Regions from separate parts of the Sus scrofa genome. Here region 2 is linked to region 1. The links are chromatin contacts, called in public promoter capture Hi-C maps. All regions are on one chromosome and are shown on one strand. Each heading gives the region's core, a stretch centred on a gene start, on an enhancer-like site or on the middle of the called end of the contact. The rest is flanking DNA. Distances are from core to core; before and after follow the strand shown.

Region 1 (4,969 bases), core at 1,496-3,995:
ACATTTGAAGTTGACAGAGGGATGGGTGTTGGCAGGTGAAAATTCTACTACAGAATCACCAATGCAAGAGAGAGGGAACAAAACGGGGAAATTGGAATTTGAAATGTATAACATACAAATGAGGAACTGAATTTTAATTTTTATTTCATTTTATTTTATTTTTATTTATTTACTTATTTGTCTTCTGTCTTTTTAGGGGTGCACCCGTGGCATACGGAGGTTCCAAGGCTAAGGGTCGAAAGCTCACAGCAATGCCAGATCCTTAATCCACTGAATGAGGCCAGGGACGGAACCCCCATCCTCATGGATACTGGTCGAGTTCCTTAGTTCGTTAACCACTGAGCCATGGTGGAAACTCTTTCATAAAGTAACATAAATTAAAATAGCCACATGCAGCTAGTGGTTACTACTCAGGGCAGCGATAAAGGATCAAACTGTTTCCAAGTAAACTTCTTGCATCTCAAAACAAAGCCTAAATATATTTAAGGAAAAGCACAAACCAAAACCTCCATCACCCAGCAATGTCAAATCTGCAATGTTTGGCAGCCAATAAGAACTTAAGCAGCAGAATGTGACTCATAACCAGGAGGGGAAAAATCAAGTTAACAGAAACAATCCCAGGAATGAGACAGATGAGAGAATTTATACATAATTAACAGCCATTTAAAATCCATTCCATACTTCCAAAAAGGCAGAGCAAAGCATGAACATGATGAGGTGAGAAGTGACTTTTTTTTTTAAAATCAAACTTCCAGAAATGACAAATACAAGTTGGACCTGAAAAATACTGTCGGTGGGATTGGCACCATGAAGGGAGAGTACACTTGAAGATACAGCAATACAAACTCTCCAATTAAAAAAAAAAAAAAAAAAAAAAAAGAGCAGAGCATGGATTAGCTGTGGAACAAGCAGCTTAACATGTGGGTAACTTGAGTCCCATTATTTTCAGGGAATGAGAGTGGTACCAAGGAAGAAAAAAGGCAAAATAGAGGTTTCCATGTTGAGGCTTATGAAATGACGGAGAAACCTGATCTTAGAATTGCACAGGATTATCTGTCACAAGGGAGAGAGCAAAGGTACTACAAAGGGTTAGGTGGGTCAGAATGAGGCACTTGCTACTCTACAGGTTTCCACAGAGGGAAGACAATTTTCACTTTCTTGGGCTGGAGGAAGAAGTCAGTAGTCCTTGATAGGAAAAGCAAAGAAAATCTTCATGCCCTGGTTAGTCTTTAAAATCATCTTTTTCCTACATTCTTTCCAAAGTATCATTAGTAATATCTAGGTTGCATATAATTTTTCCCCTAAAGGAAGTACGTTCCTACTTTCCATATAAATAATCCCCCTCTCCTCTCAAGCCTTCAGCTCCATCTGAGTTTTGAGGTTTTGATATTTCCCTCTATTTGTTTTCAATAATGCTTGAAAGTGAGAACGTCCTATTCAAACAATCTCAGTATTTTAGGAGGAAATGAGATTATACCGTTTTCCCTAAGATTACTTTGATGGTCTTTGAGAGCTCATGCTTCTTTATAACGTATTTTATCGGTTAGCTATAATTAATGTACCTCTTGGGACCTCTGATTTCTTTATCTCAAATAACGCGGATACTCAATTTAATTTTCTTTTTTCTTTTTTGGTCTTTTTGCTATTTCTTTGGGCTGCTCCCGCGGCATATGGAGGTTCCCAGGCTAGGGGTCCAATCGGAGCTGTAGTCACTGGCCTACGCCAGAGCCACAGCAACGCGGGATCCGAGCCGCGTCTGCAACCTACACCACAGCTCACGGCAACGCCGGATCGTTAACCCACTGAGCAAGGGCAGGGACCGAACCCGCAACCTCATGGTTCCTAGTCGGATTCGTTAACCACTGCGCCACGACGGGAACTCCTCAATTTAATTTTCTAGTATCTCCACTTACAAAGTATATGATATCTGAAAATAAGGCTACGAAATAATGAGAAAATATACTGGCACAAATCATGATAAAAAATTAGAGCAAATTGGAAAGATGTGGCACATAATTAAATGCACTCCAGTGAAATTTGTTCTAACAAAATTTGTTTATGTCTGTCAATAACATATTGTGGGAACAAAAATGAGTACTCACCTGGCAAAAACAGGAATTACTAGTCTCTTCAAATGTGAGATTATGTTTGAAATACACAGGTGAATACTATAGCAAGATCATCAGAGAACAGCTTTGAAAACCTAGTTTATCTATTTCATTTGCAGGAAATGACAGGGAGATAAAGCCACCATTAGAGTTAAGAAGTAATTGGGATATTTAAGAAAAATGAAACACGTTAAACATTAAAAAATGTTTAGAAGGCAGTATTTCAAGCTGGGCTCCAAAAATTTGCCAGAAAAACGCAATTCTCATTCTTTTTCACTAAAAAGCTCATTTCTTCACTTTTAGGTAATATGGTCAGTACTACCATGGTTGGCCAAAAGTAATACTACACCTGGTTAAGTTAAATGAGTGTTCCAAGGCTGAAGCCTGCTAACTGAAAGACAAGTTTAAATGGTATTAATAAGGAAAACAAACGATACAACATTAAATATCAAGGGAGATAGTATACCCTTTCTCTTTTTTGTGGATAAGGTATACCGGTCAGGAATCTGCGTTTTCATGGCTAGTTCTGTCACTCCCCAGACTGAACCCAGACTGGATTATGCAAGGCAGAAGAGAGTCCGCAAGGTCCCCAGACTGCAGACTGCCAGAGCTCACCGGATCACGCCAGCTCTCTCCCCAGAGGCTGCAGCTTCAGGACCGGACCTGGGGGGCTCCTCGAAAATCGGCTCCTGACTGCGGCTGAAGAGCTCACCACCCTCCCTGCTCCCAAGAGCAACTCTGGGGAGCAAAGAGTTCACTGAACATGGGTAAGAATGATATCCGATCCCCGGGAAAAATAGTACAAAAAAAGCGACAGCGAAGGAGCAGGTGTCTGAGCTGAGAGAAGGCTGCCAGAGGCAAGATAACCATGCACATGCGCGTTCCACCCAGGTGCCGCACAGCCGGCACAGAGAAAGAAAAAGTCTTGGGAAAGTGGATAGCGGCTGGTTACTAGGAGACGGGACGCTCAGGAGGGTCGTCTAGACGCTGCGTGGGCGTGCGCGGCGCGGATGGACCAGGAAGAGGCCTTTTCTCGGCGCCCTGTAAGGCGAGAGGGAGGACGTACGCGTCGCTACGTGCGTGGGTGCGTACGCACTACTTATAGTCCCCGCGAGAGGGCGTGTCGAGCCAGGTACGCGTGCGCACAGGGACTTGGGGCGCGCGGGACGGAAGCGGAGCGAAGGCGCCGGGGAGGTGGAGGACGAGCCCCCTCAGGTACAGAGCGTGAGGGCGGGGCTGACGACGGCGGCGCCGGCCGGCGCTAACGGCCCCAGCCTCCTTCCCGCCGGGTCCCGCCTCCCTCCGCCCGCCGGGGCGGGGCCAGGTCGATTTAGGGTGGGAAGGCGGGGGAAGGGGCGGAGAATGGAGACCGAGAGGGACCTGGCTCCTCAGCGGAGGTTGAGTCCTGGTAGTCGCCAGGATGAGCTCCGGAGAGGACGGCGGGCCGAGAAGCCCGGGAAGGGACCCGCAGCCCCAGGTAGAAGCGTGGGGATGCGTCGGGTTGGGGTGAAGCATCTCCTTCTCCAGAAGGCCTCTGAGAGGGCAGCTGCAAGAAGGCAGGTGTGGCGGGGGTTGGGGACTGTGGGCGACCCCTGAGGTGGGTATTAGCTACTGGACTGGGGGGCAGTAGCGAGCAGAGTTGTGGTCCAGAGAAGCCCTCCAGGAGCAAACTTTGGCCCTGTTGTCGTTTCTTGGGAGCTTAGGGTTGCGCGCTAAGTTCCTATGGTGACCGCTTCGCTTTCTGCAGCAGCTCTCCGCTTGGTTGTTGGGGGGACTGTTCTGTTTAGAGACGCTCTGGAGTGGAGCTGAGGAATTTGGAAGTCAGAGATTTGGGAATTCAACCTGGCTCTTCCTTGACTCTCAGCCTCTCACTTCTAAGCCACTTGATAGACTTTGGGAGGTGAAGGGCCGAGATTGCTTAGGCATTTGCATGAAAATCTCTTAAAATACCGTACACATTAGACACAAGAAAAGCAGGGTAAGCCGACTTTCCTTTGAAAAAAAAAAATCAATTAAATCGAATAACTGTATGGCGATGAACATGGACCCGAGTAGACATAGAAATACACTTTTTTTTTTTTCTCTAAATAAAATCAAGGATAGCGGCTTCAGAAAACGTTTGCACAGATAACAGCGTCTCAGTGTTTACCTTCTTCCACTCCAGGCGGTTATACCTCAGGATATTAGTTGTTTTAAATTTATTGATTTTCAGAATTTCAAATACAACCTTTAAGGAAATAAATAGAATAAAAATCGGGTTGAAACTAGAAGAAAATAGGTTATAGCTATAAAAGGGAAATGTCTCACTATTCAGATCGTCAGGATAAAACTGATTTTTATTTGTATTTTAATTTTGATCAATGAACTAAGCCATCTGGTCTTAATTAGTGGGTAATAAGTAGAAAAGTATGTGAATGAAAAATTTATTTTGAAGGTATACACTTCAGCATTATTTAATGGCAGCTCCCAAAATAAATCTTGTTTACCTTATGAAAAAAAAAATCACATTGCTTATAGCCCAGCATATAATGAAACGTAGATAGTCTCTGAGCTCTCTGTGTTTTCTTTTTCAGTTTGTTTTAGGATACTTTGCTTTTAAGATGCTCCATGTACAGAGGCAGTTAGAGCGGGTGTTATTCATTCCCTTTTCCCATCCAAGCTCCTTCCTATCCCAAGATAGTAATGACTTCTATGATAGCGGCTTGCTTGCTTTTCCTTACAGTTTTCCTTACCATCTTTGTGTGCGAACATGTACATTCTAGTTTGACTTGTTTTTGAGCTTTATACAAATGGAATTGTGCTAAGTATTCCTTTGTGTTTTGTTTCATGAGTCGACATCGTTTTTAAGATTTATCCTTGTT
Region 2 (5,169 bases), core at 1,450-3,949, 1.4 Mb after region 1:
CCCTAGCTGGAAGCTCCTATATGCCACAAGTGCAGCCCTTAAGGGGGGGAGGGGGGCGGGGGGCAAAAAAAAAGATACACGTATGGCCATATAAGCAAATGACGAGATACTCAACATCACGAATCACCAAAAAGATGTAAATCAAAACTATGACGAGATATTACCTGATAACCATTAGAATGGCTACAAGCCAAACAAAAACAAAAAACAGAAATGTGAAATAACCAATGTGGTAAGGTTTGGAGAAACCAGAACCCTTGTGCATTGTTGTCAGGAATGAAAAATGATGCATCTGCTAGGGAAAAGAGTATGGCTGTTCTTCAAATAATTGAAAATAGAATTATAATATGATCCAGCAATTGCATATCTGGTTATATATCCCAGAGAACTGAAGGCAGAGTCTCAAAGTGGTATTTATACATCATTATTTTGTTGTTGTTGTCTTTTTTGCTATTTCTTGGGCCGCTCCTGCGGCATATGGAGGTTCCCCGGCTAGGGGTAGAATTGGAGCTGTAGCCACCAGCCTACGCCACAGCCACATCAACGCAGGATCCGAGCCCTGTCTGCAACCTACACCACAGCTCACAGCAGTGCCAGATCCTTAACCCACTGAGCGAGGCTAGGGATCAAACCAGCAACCTCATGGTTCCTAGTTGGATCTGTTAACCACTGAGCCATGACGGGAACTCCCTGTACATCATTGTTCATAGCAGTTTTACTCACAATAGCTAAAATGTGGAAGCAACCCAAGAATCCAACAGATGAATGGATAAGCAAAATGTACTATATACATACAATTGGATATAATGCAGCCTTAAAAATAAACGAAATTGTTATGTGGAGGATGGAGAGTTAGAGTTCTGGTCTCATAAGTTCCCTTTCCCATATTAAAGAATCTTGAGGAGTTCCCGTCGTGGCTCAGCAGTTATGAACCAACTAGCATCCATGAGGATGAAGTTTAGATCCCTGGCCTTGCTCAGCGGATAAGGATCCGGCGTTGCCGTGACCTGTGGTGTAGGTCCCAGACGTAGTATTGCTATGCTTCTGGTGTAGGCAGGTGGCTTCAGCTCTGATTGGACTCCTAGCCTGGGAAACTCCATATGCTGCAGGTGTGGCCCTAAAAAGACAAAAAGACAAATAAATAAACAAATGAAGAGTCTTGAATGTGGCTTATACAATCATTGGAGACATTTACACATAGAACATTCTGGACTCTGGCTTTCTTTGCTTTGACTTAGCCGTACATCCCGACTTATTTCTCATCAGATTATACAGAAATCCCTCATTATTTTAAATAGTTGCACAATGACCCATTTTATGAATGGATAGACACCAGATACAAACAAACATATCTATGACCTCAATTGCGTGAAATTCCACAATAGGCAAAACTAACCTGTGTCATTAGAATGCAGGACAGTGGTCTCCGAGGAGGAGGAAAAAGCAGTGAGCAAAAGGGGTGAGAGGTTTCTGGGTCATGCTTTGCTTTTTTTTTTTTTTTTTTTGTCTTTTCTAGGGCCGCTCCCGCAGCATATGGAGGTTCACAGGCTAGGGGTCAAATCGGAGCTCTGGCTGCCGGCCTATGCCAGAGCCACAGCAACTCAGGATCTGAGCTGCGTCTGCAACCTACACCACAGCTCATGGCAACGCCGGATCCTTAACCCACTGAGCAAGGCTGGGGATCAAACCCGCAACCTCATGGTTCCTAGTCAGATTCGTTAAGCACTGAGCCACGACGGGAACTCCCATGCTTTGTTTCTTAAATTCAGTGATGGTTATGATCTCGAAGAGACAGCAGTGAGTAATGACTTGGAGTGAGACCTTAATTTCCTGCTCCAGAATTGAACCTGGGCAGCCTAGATGAAAACCAGGTAACCTAGCCACTAGACTAACTACAGGCTAGAAGCAGAAGTGCCCTGATTCTTGCGCCCTGTTGAAAACTGAATGTTTCAAGGAGGCAAAGACTGTGAAAATAGGTATAAAGTTTGGAGTATAGGTATAATTCATTAAAATGTATACTTATGATTTCTGCACTTTTCTGCATGACGGTTGTGCTTCAATTTTACCAAATTTAATCTCACAGTCTAGTGGGAAAGTTATATAGAGATGCAAATAACCATGGCTCAGTTCGGTAGTGAATTCAGGACTCTCATCTAGCACTTATGCAGCAGTTGACTCCGGCACAATTGTAGGCTGCCTGCAGGCTAATCCCAGTTGCTGCTCCTTGATTCCCATATCTGTAAAATGGGGATAATAATAAAACTACCTGATACAGTTACTGCAAGGGTGTAATATAGTAATCTATAGAAAGTGGGTTAGAAGTCCTCCGCAAGCACGTGGCAGGTGCTCCATTAACTCAGCTACCGTTAGCACGAAACTGTAATTTTTACTAGGAAAAGGATCCTCCTCAATGCTCTATAAAGAAATGCTTTGGGTGAAATATCCAGCGCCAGCCTCCTCGGGTGCAGCGAGCTTAGGAGGAACGGAGTCTTCCTGGACAGGTGAACTCCCAACCCTCCTGACTCCGAACACGTCCTCTTTAAGAGTGGAGCCACGACGTCAACCCCACGCGGCGCAGCCTACCTTGGAAGCGCCCCTGCGGTTCTTCCGAGCGGCCTCCATTGGCTGGCCAGCACCCGGCGGCCCCGCCCCTTCGCCGGCCTCCGGCCCCAGGCGACCTGCGTCAATCCGCCCAGCTTGGAGCTATGATTGGCCGTGGGGCCGGCCCTCCAGAAAGCCCCGCGGGGCTTGCTTAAGCTGCGCGCTCTGGATGGGAGGGGCGCGGCGCAGCGTCTGTAGCCGCCTCCGTCCCCCTCCGTCTGCCCGCCCGCCGTTGGTCCCTCCAGCAGCCCGCCTGCTGGGCAGGGCCGGCCCGGCCCGGCCATGGAGTCCTACGACATCATCGCTAACCAGCCTGTGGTCATCGACAACGTGAGGCTCGGCGGCCGGGGGGAGGGCGGGCGCTCCGCCCTCAGGGACTCATGCGGCGGCACCTGCAGGGACCCCGGCCCGTCTCTGCCGCTCCTCTGGTCACTGCCCGCCTGCCACCCGCGCTGGCCGCCCGCGCCCCCACCTGGCCCTTAACCCGGGCCACGGGGCCAGACCCTCGCCAGCGTGGCAGAGCCCCAGCCAGAGCACTCCTGAGCCCGGCGGGGAGGTCAGGAGAGGCAGGAGTCCCATCCGTCTGGCGGCCCTTGGTCAGCATCTGGAGGGCTGGAGTGACAGCCGGGCAACCCGGCAGATGTGTGTCAGGCTCGGGGCGCACCCCGGACCCTTCTCAATTGACAGTGAGGTCACAGGGCAGGTCTCGACCCAGCCCCTTTACTACTCCTCAGGCTCTGACTCTGGCTGCCCCTCCTAGTGGAGGAGGAATGGCATTTGCCTTCTTGCACACCACTGGCCCCATGTTTCGGAGAGGGTTGGCCTGGTGACCTCTACAACAGCTCTTCCCAAGGGGCTGCACCCCCAGGCAGCACCTCCAGAGTGGGCAGGCCTTGCTGCACCCTTTTCCTGGGACAGGGGAAAATGTAAGCTAAGCTCTGCCGGCCACATAGCCACGGCCACCTGCCTGGCCACTTGGCTGTTTTGACCCTCTCCTTAAGTGCTCCAGGAGCCAAACAGAAGTTCCACAGTTGGCAGGGCAATGGAAAGAATTCAGGACTACTTTTCCCAGAACCCATGAGTACTTTGCAATAATTGTTTGACAACCTCAGGAGAAAGTTGCTTGGCTCCATTGTGGTCCTTCAACACTGGGGCTAAGCATGCTTCCTGGTCCACAGGAAGAAAATAAAGGACAGGGAGGGATCTGTGGCTCTGCTCCTAGCTGGGTATCTGCCCCTGGAGCCCTGGAGTTTTTGTTAATGACTCACTTTTCTTTCTTGGATCTGTCTCCCTGCCATTTGACTCCCATGTAATCCCTGAATGGCTGTCTTTTTTGGAGTACCCATGTGAGCACCCTGAGTCACTGCAGGGGATGCTTAATAAGAAAGCTGGAACTGGGCTTGGGGGATACTCTCCATCAGCCCATGGGAAGGACAGGGCCACTTCCTTTCTTGGCGGGCAAATAATCCACTTAGGCTAATCAAAAAGTTTAAGAGGGAACTGGTTTGCTCCCTCTGGGCTTCCAACCCCTCCTCTGTAACTTAGGGTTGTATATGTCTGCTCTACAGACCCCAAGGCTGGTGGTGGAGATCTCTGGGAACATGGGTTGAGATTCTGGTTCCTGCAGTGGATGGGGAGTTTCTAGATGCCAAGTTCCCTTCAAGATTCTAAGTTCCTTGGTGGTCTAGTGATTAGGATTCAGTGCTTTCAGCACTTTGGCCCAAGTTCAATCCCGAGTCTGGGAGCTGAGATCCCATGTCAAGCTACTGTACATTCTGGCCAAAAAAAAGGGGGGGGGATTCTAAATCCAGCTTCCATCCTGAAGCAGTGCAGAACCAAGTTCTCCTCTTGTAGGCTCTGGGGAAACCACTTGAGAAGTGCCAGCTGTCCCCAAGCATCCAATGATCTTCCCTGGGCCATCCTGTATGTGGTCCATGGCTGCTGACAGGAGGGGGCTGGGGACTGTTGGAGGGGAAAAAAAAAAAAAAAAAAAAAAAAAAACAGGCTTAGGGGTTGCTTCTAGCTGGGTTTGGGGAGTAGCATGTGCTGCTGTGGATTCCTCCTGCCTGGAGTGACCATGGAGCATGCAGAGGAGGGTTTGCTTCGTGGTTCCTCCATCTCCACACTAATGACATTCTGGTCTGGATCACTCTTGGTTTTGAGGGGCTGTCCTTTGCATTGTAGGATGTTTAGCAGCATCCCTGGCCTCTACCCACAAGATACCAGTAGTAGTTCCTGCTCCCCAGTCTCCAAATATGGTCAGATTTGGAGGAGGGGATGCAAAATCGCCCCCAGTTTTGAACCACTGGTGTACTTGTAAATGGCCTTGCTCTCTTGTTTTTTTGTGTTTTTTTGGCTTTGCTCTCTTGGCAGGTCCTCAGCTTCCTGCCCGGGCTGCCCTGGTAGGGCAGCAACCTTCTGCACAATGGGGCACTGCCTTCATCTGGAGGTGAATGTTGGAAGCTAAACATTATTTCTCTTTCAGGGTTCGGGGGTGATCAAGGCTGGCTTTGCCGGAGACCAGATTCCCAAATACTGTTTCCCAAACTAGTAAGTGTTGCTCAGGCA

Evidence for each region. Promoter capture Hi-C pulls out the DNA fragments that hold promoters and counts their contacts.
Region 2: a promoter capture Hi-C map of liver shows a contact between it and region 1, with 7 times the contacts expected there. The contact joins the promoter of ACTR1B here to the promoter of TSGA10 in region 1. A contact is called at or near these places in 1 of 5 promoter capture datasets (liver) and 1 of 47 Hi-C or Micro-C datasets (embryonic fibroblasts).

What each region holds. Positions count from the first base shown.
Region 1 is chr3:55,194,964-55,199,932 of Sscrofa11.1, forward strand. TSGA10 (testis-specific gene 10 protein) reads left to right here and starts at 2,746. Exons shown (of 21, transcript XM_021087209.1): 1 at 2,746-2,875. LOC106508550 (a long non-coding RNA gene) reads right to left here and starts at 3,143. Exons shown (of 2, transcript XR_002342527.1): 1 at 2,103-3,143.
Region 2 is chr3:56,607,657-56,612,825 of Sscrofa11.1, forward strand. It overlaps ACTR1B (beta-centractin), which reads left to right and starts at 2,700. Exons shown (of 12, transcript XM_021087260.1): 1 at 2,700-2,931; 2 at 5,087-5,151. The coding sequence starts at 2,884.